2 separate regions of the Mus musculus genome follow, and region 1 is linked to region 2. The links are chromatin contacts, called in public Micro-C maps. All regions are on one chromosome and are shown on one strand. The core of a region is the stretch at or near the end of the contact, and the rest is flanking DNA. Distances in the headings are between cores, read along the strand shown.

The links. Hi-C and Micro-C count contacts between places; a contact is called where the count stands out from the background.
Region 1: a contact with region 2 is called in a Micro-C map of muscle stem cells, with 2.6 times the contacts expected there. The contact joins two enhancer-like sites. A contact is called at or near these places in 2 of 484 Hi-C or Micro-C datasets (muscle stem cells and myocytes).

Annotation. Positions count from the first base shown.
Region 1 is chr5:81,363,038-81,366,548 of GRCm38.p6, reverse strand. All of the region lies in intron 5 of Adgrl3 (adhesion G protein-coupled receptor L3), which reads right to left. Among named protein-coding and RNA genes, the nearest start is that of Adgrl3, 340 kb to the right of the region's middle. Within about 2 kb of position 2,003, at least 45 of the 459 cell types and tissues checked have an H3K27ac peak or open chromatin away from gene starts, as enhancers often do. A contact at or near this core is called in muscle stem cells, where this site is marked.
Region 2 is chr5:81,072,781-81,076,619 of GRCm38.p6, reverse strand. All of the region lies in intron 2 of Adgrl3 (adhesion G protein-coupled receptor L3), which reads right to left. Among named protein-coding and RNA genes, the nearest start is that of Adgrl3, 54 kb to the right of the region's middle. Within about 2 kb of position 2,554, at least 7 of the 459 cell types and tissues checked have an H3K27ac peak or open chromatin away from gene starts, as enhancers often do. A contact at or near this core is called in muscle stem cells, where this site is marked.

The DNA of each region.
Region 1 (3,511 bases), core at 754-3,253, 290 kb before region 2:
ACACTGAGTTGGAACATTATATTTAATTATGCATAAAGATGGAAAATCTGGGTTTGACAAAACTATTCAACAATAGCTACATGATATGACAAAATAAAAACAAGTTTATTGAGGAGTGACTGAAGTTGATCTTCCATCTAAAGACAACTTCCAAATTCAATTTCATTGAGAATTAAAATAATAATTTAATAGAGAAAATTTCCTAAGATTTATTGGTTGTAATTAACAAATATTTATGAGGCAGATATGGAAAACTGTGTTTCATAATGAAGAGAAAATGTCCTGAGAATACTTGATCTCTAAAATGATGGCTAATATTCATCAAAGAGAAAGCTAGAGAAATGGCTTCTATTCAAAATGACAAAGTCAGTTGGTCAAACTGAACAAGAGTTGTTTTCTCTCTCCCCCTCTCCTCTCCCCTCTCCCCATTCCCTCTCTCCCTCCTCCCCTCTCCCCTCTTCCTTCTCACTTATCACCTCTCACCTCTCACCTCTCCTCTACTTCCCAATTGGATTCTGTTTGTTTGTTGTTTTAAATAAGTATGTTACAGTTATTCCTATGGAAAATAAGACACATCAGGAAATCTGTTTCTGCACCTGGTCTAGAGCTGGAATGAGATTATAATGGAGACATAATTTGAATAGTTACATCTTGATGAATTAAAGGTCTGTCCTCCTCCAGAACACATGCTGTTTCTCAACAGCCTTCTTATGCCGTAGGACGAGGACTAGAATCCATCCAGCCTTTCAGATTATTTTAAAATAGCACTTTAAAATGATGACAGATGAACAGAACTGAGTTTTTCTGTCTGTCAGAGGTATTTAATATTTAACCATTACTCTCCAAAGCGGGGGGGGGGGGGGGGAGGGGGGCGGGGGGCGGGGGAGAGCATGCCTTATTAGCCATTGTGGCCAACATGAGTTATCTCATGAAATTTTTCTTAATTGCATAAATCCTATGAGTTACCAACTATGGGTTTAAAAACTGACAAAAGGCACAATACAGCATTGTCCCCTGGCTTCTCTGTCTGCTTTGTTCCACTCACATGATTAATGGGAGTGCTCTAGCTCAGCACCATGACGGACTCTTGGAGAATCAGGAAGTTAGGGAAGGTTTCCTCAATGCTGCCTGGTTAAAGTTGGGACTAACAGCACTGGAAAGGCTTCCTTTGCAGGCAATGAGTTCAGAAAGTGTTCTTGGCAATGTTGCTACTCGAATCTCATCCTGTGACTCAGTAGAGGGTGACTACAGATCAAAAGCAAAAAAAGGAACTGCCTCCTTGAGAACATAGCCATTATTAAAGAAAAGGGGGCATTCGGAGAGTATCGGGTGTCAGATTCTATTGTTCTAAATTACTTTTAGAATTTTATTTATGGTATTGTATTGTGGGCACCTCCATATATCACAACTCGAGAGCCGAGATCAGATGGCATCTCTGTTAAGCAGTTCTCTGTTACCTTTCTACATGGGTCAAACTCAGGTTACCAGGAGTCAGCTATCAAAATCAAGTCTCTCCATTTGTACATAAAGATCAATTTTTCTGCTAAGCCATTTTACCATCTCACAAAGTAATATTTTTGTTTTATATAATATATAGTATATATATATATGTGTGTGTGTGTGTGTATGTATATGACACTAGACAATATATATATATATATATATATATATATATATATATATATATATATATCATGATGAATAAATAGCCTGTCATTTCCTCTTCAGGTAGCAAGCTATATACCCTGACAAGAATGCAAACAAATAAGGTGCAGAGGTACAAATATTTTATTCTTGATTTTCATGTTTCCTACATTTTGAATCACACTTTCCTCCCCTTATGGCACTGGCAAGAAACAAAGTAACTCATAACAAATATGTCAACACTCTAAGTACAAAATATTATAAAGCATGAACATTTGTGCTGGGGATAGCGACTGCCAGTATGTGTCAGACTCAGGGACGATTAGCGAACAAGACCGAGCCAAATTCAGCCTAGTCATACTCAGTGGCATGGTGGGTGCAATCCAAGCTTTTATTTTTAAACTTTTCCATTTCCTAATTTTTATTTAACTATCCACCAAGGCCACAAACAAAAGCAGCTCCTACTGGCAGATGATGGACAACCGCATGAAGACATCCGACTCACCAGACAAAAATGAACAGGGATGGAAATACAATTCATAAGCACTGAGTCATCTCTCTGCAAATAAATCAGTTCATTGACTGCTCAGACAACAAAGGCTGGAACTCGATGGGGTGAGGGGGCGGCAAGGGTTGGGGATATTGGTGGTGTTGACAGCAATAATTAAGTAGCTACCCTATCTGAGTGCTTCCTCTGGGCCAAGCACAGTGCTAAGTGTATTATATAAACTCTCATTTATCCCATACATAGAACAATACGTGATGAAATTCATAATCCTCAAGTATGACTAAGCTCTCGTTCTGCACCAATACCTCTGCTAGGGATTATTCTCATTAATCCTCATTAAAATGATTTTACACACAATGTTCTCTTTTGCTTCTTAAGGCAATAGTTGTATAATCTCCCGTTTACCAATAGAGCAAAAAAGGAAAGTTCAAGTCCTAGGACCATTGTTCAGCAGTGTTTTGGAACATGAAAATGGATTTGGATACAATAGATATGTTCTTGGGAGGCTAGGAAGTGGTGCCGATTTCTGCCAGATGCTTAATAAGAACCTTCTTTAAAGTAAAGTGGGCCCATTGTAGGAATCCTCAGAGATTCTGAGAAAAACAACTGAGTAATCTCCAGGATATGTGCCCAGCTAATTTAAAGACAGGAAATATGAATGTAGATAAATGATAATGATAGATAGATAGATAGATAGATAGATAGATAGATAGATAGATAGATAGATAGTTAGATAGATACATAGATACATAGATACATAGATACAAAGATAGATACATAGATACAAAGATACATAGATGATAGATAGATAGATAGATAGATAGATAGATAGATAGATAGATAGATAGATAGATAGATAGATGGATAGAGAGATAGATGATAGATAGATAGATGGATAGATAGAAAGATGATAGATAAATGAGAAATGGATAAGTATAGCCAGATAGGAGAAGTTAGATGATAAGAAACAGTGAACTAGGGTAAGAAGTAGGTAGCTCTCTAAAAATGGGAAACAATCTCTTAAACTTTATCTCTTTAGTAAAAGACAGGGGGCTCAAAGGCAAAAACAATTATACATTAGTGTTTTACCAAATAGCAATTTCAAGTGTCATTTTTTTTCTTACTCCTAAAACGCACAGTAGAAAAATTCCAATGAAGAAAGCGGCTGGGCAATTTATTTTGTTTGTTTCTCTGTTGTTTTAAGATAGGGTTTTTCTGGGTAACCCTTATTGTCACTCTATAGACAAGGCAGCCTTGCACTCAGAGATCTGCCTGCTTCTGCCTCCTGAGTGCTGGGATTAAAGGCATGCACCACCACTGCCCAGCTATTTAGCTGGCAAATGTTTTTAAAGTAGTATT
Region 2 (3,839 bases), core at 1,305-3,804:
TCCTGAGGCTGGGAACAAAGGTCGTCATGAGGTTGAACAGCAGTGGAGACAGGAAGGGCTATGAGCAGAAAAACTTCCCTTTTCTAACCACAAATATGGATGATATCTCTCAACAGTTTATGCCACACTTTGACAAAGACACTGCTTATATTCTGAATTATGCCTGGTTAAAAACGAATTAGAAGCTTAATTTTAGGGAAAAAAATGTTCAGTCGCAGAACCATGGCGATTTAGAGCTACAAAAGTCCTTGGAGACCAACTGGTTCAACACTGGTAGATACAAGAATTTTTAAGTTTAAAGATAAATTTCCAAGCACCACCTTAATTAAAATTACAAAATGATTCTGAAATATTCTAAAATAAACTGAGCAATCCGTAAGCCATGTAGTATTGATTGGGAAAGCTGGAAAGGTATACGTTCAATTGAAATGCACACACATCCCAGTGAACTGAACATGTAAACACTTTTCTGCCATCAAAAATTAGGCTTCTCTTCTGCTGGCTCTCCACCCTGTAACCCAGTCAGGAAGCTTTAATGAATACCCACGGGGAACCTACAGCGCAAAATATTCCCTGACCTATTTGGAAATGAGACAACAGTCCCTCTTGGAATTAAATCTTTGGTGCAAAGATTTTCCTGTCTTTTTTCCCAGCAAATGAGAATCATGTTCACCACTGGAGAGACAACACCAGTTACTTACCCCCAATGAGTAGACTGTGTAAGTACCCAGGAGGTTTGAAACAGTCAGAGAGTCAGATAATGAATGCGTTATTTATAGAACAAATACAACGGTAAGAATCAAATAAACACCAAATCTTTGTAGTTGGGGATAGCCAGCTCCGAGAAACAAGAAAAATAAAGCCTTGTGCATGGGTCACAATCATTAGGATGATTTTGTGTATATCTGCAAAACTCTTGCAGGTTAATTTTTAATTACTGAGGAAGAATTTTTTTTTGCCAAGAGTCTTTAGGCAAACATCCAAAAACAATTACATGTAGACCCCCCCTCCCCCCGTTTAAAGGACCCTGGTAAATCTTGAGAAATCAGTGAGATTCTCTAATGATTTACAAAGCTAGCTCACAGAAACTTGAGTGGAAGGGGTTGTTATTGAAGTGAGGAGCAAAAGAAAAAGGAGGTGTGAAGTGCTTCAGCCAAGGCGTCGCCACCTCCCTCTGAGTTGGAGTGCAGAAAATGGAAGCATATTTCTACCAGGCTATTCAGCTCACTTTTGAGATACCTACTCACTCCCACAAGATGCTCCTGGATGACATCACTTGACTCAGCTGGTAGTTAATGAAAACAAACAAACAAACAAACAAACAAACAACAATTCAATGTGTTTTCAGAGTGAGAAGGAGAGAGATTAGTGATTTGGTGAGCAAAAGAGAGTATCATCTAGATAATTGTTTGTTCTTTGTTTTAAACTAGATTTTAATAAACCTCATGGTACTATAACATCAGGGTTGTTTAAAAAAAAAACAAACTATTCAAAACTCTCACTGACTCCATCCAAGAAGGTAATTAACTTCAAATTTTGAGACAACTGAACTCCCAACTGGAAACGTCCAGGACACAGAGTGAGCAAGTGAGCTATTAACTGAGTCTGATGATATGCTGGAGCCTTCAAATAAATAACTGGGATCAATTTGAAAAATTAATGGGGCACTCACATCTGAATAGATTATAACTACAGCCCTTACCACTAGACAGAACTGAAAAAGAGTCAATAGCTGCCATACAAAAACTTAAATCACTTAAATATAATAAATTTAGCATTTAAAATATATTAATTTTTATACTACTTTTTAAAATCTATCAAATCCCTTTTGTTTTTCAAATCTTGAGAGGTCCTGTTTACTGTCACTATGGAGTGACACACTGTCAGTAACTTAGTGTCAAGAATAGCATGGTAACTTTCATTCCTTTAACCTTCAAAAGTATTTGCTGTTTCTTAAAGTTAATGAATATTTAAACTGACTTGAATGGCTGGTACTGTAATACACACTTTAAAAATAGGCAACTTATTCTTTATCAAAACTTTAGGAAAATAAACTTACATAAATAAAAATAAAACTGACCACGGGAGACCTACAATAACCTTTCAAGCTAAAAATAATAGCAATAATTCTCGATTTGACTTTGTACATTTCCAAGATCAACAAGTTTAAAAGCTACAGCGCTACTATATTTTTCAATAAGGACTTGAACTTCCTGCCTATATCAGATTAACACAATATAGAGGATATTATATTTTTCAGAGAAATTTATGGGGAAAGGTTCAAATTAAGCAGTGTTTATCCCATTCAGAAGGAGGTCCTTGGTATGTCTCCAAGATGTCCAGCACAGGACTCTCCTTGTGAATGCTAACTTTTGTGTTCTCCTCTGCTTCCATCAGCCAGACCTTGAATTCTTCAATAAAGAGAACATGGCAGACATGATGCTATGAGTCTTCTGAAGGGACACCCTCAAATAGCATGCATATTTTTTGTGGTCACCTGGAATGACAGCTCTCTGAACTTTTTCTTTCCCAAGCACAGCTGTTAAGCTGGTAGAACTCCAAACCACTCACAGAGACCACATGTCTGTTCTCTAATTGACTCAGCTTGGTCACAGCCCTTACATCAATAGATTCCAGAAACAAGCATGTGAATAAAAGAACCTCCAGATGACTCTGGACCCCAGAACTCAAAAGCATACAAGCCTATTGACCATATCCACCTCCATCGTTGGAGAGTGGCAACTCCTTTATAGACACACCCTGTTGTAATTCTGCACAAATGCTTTAAGAATATACTAACATGTGTGTTATGTCCCCCCATGGGATTTGGAATTTTGCTATTATGAAGCAGCTGGCAAAAACATGATCTTTCCTAAGGTCATTTCTACAGTAGTAACAGCAGTTAGTGGTAGAATGGCATGCATAGCGATCTGCCAGATATACTATTCACACTTTACATGCATACTATCTCTCTATATACCCTACAAAACATTGTTAATATTCCTACCTTATAAATAGGAACACTAAGCCCTTGCAAGAGTATGTGGCTACTACTGTCCTTGAAGACCTAGGTGACAAATATTAGAATTGGTATATTCTTGGTGTTACATTGAAGAACTCCAATATTAACAAAGTACTGCCCATGTAGGAGAAACTAATGTGCATGCCCAAATGTGTTATTTTGTGTCTCTAAACAGGCTTTCTGTCTGAATCATCTGCTGGGGGAGGAGGTTACACCTGAATAAACTGCAATTCCTGGAGACTTCTGCAGTTTGCATGTCCTAATAATAAACAAAGTAGTTTAAAGGAGCCACCCCATGGTTACCTTTCTGAATTCTCATACAATCATGATGAGGATGACCTTGTTTTGTCCACTTGAGAGACGAAACTGAAATCAGATTAGTGTTCATCACACACAGGAGTGATGACAATGACTGTGAGTCTGGGCTAATCTTTCCCCAAGGAACTCACCAAGTATACGAGGAAGGACCGAGGCTACTAACCAACTGACTATAGCACTGCCCCCACCCTGCCCCAGCTATCTCACCTCTTGCTTCATGGTATTTAATGAGCAATAGCCTTAACTAAAGGAACACGCCTTCCATTCTCTTACTTGGTGTGTCTTTGGAAGTTCAGGTTAATCATCTTGACTGTTGCACAGAATTTCCTGGGAGGTGCTGATTCAGCCAGAAAACACATTCCCGTTTGCTCTGGGCTTTGCTTCCTTCCTGCATATGGGATGCACAGGAGGTGGCTAGCCTACCAGAAGCTACTCTATGATACTGATGGGTAAAGTCACAGAAAACATGTTAAAGGGAAAGGGGATGGCAGGGATAATA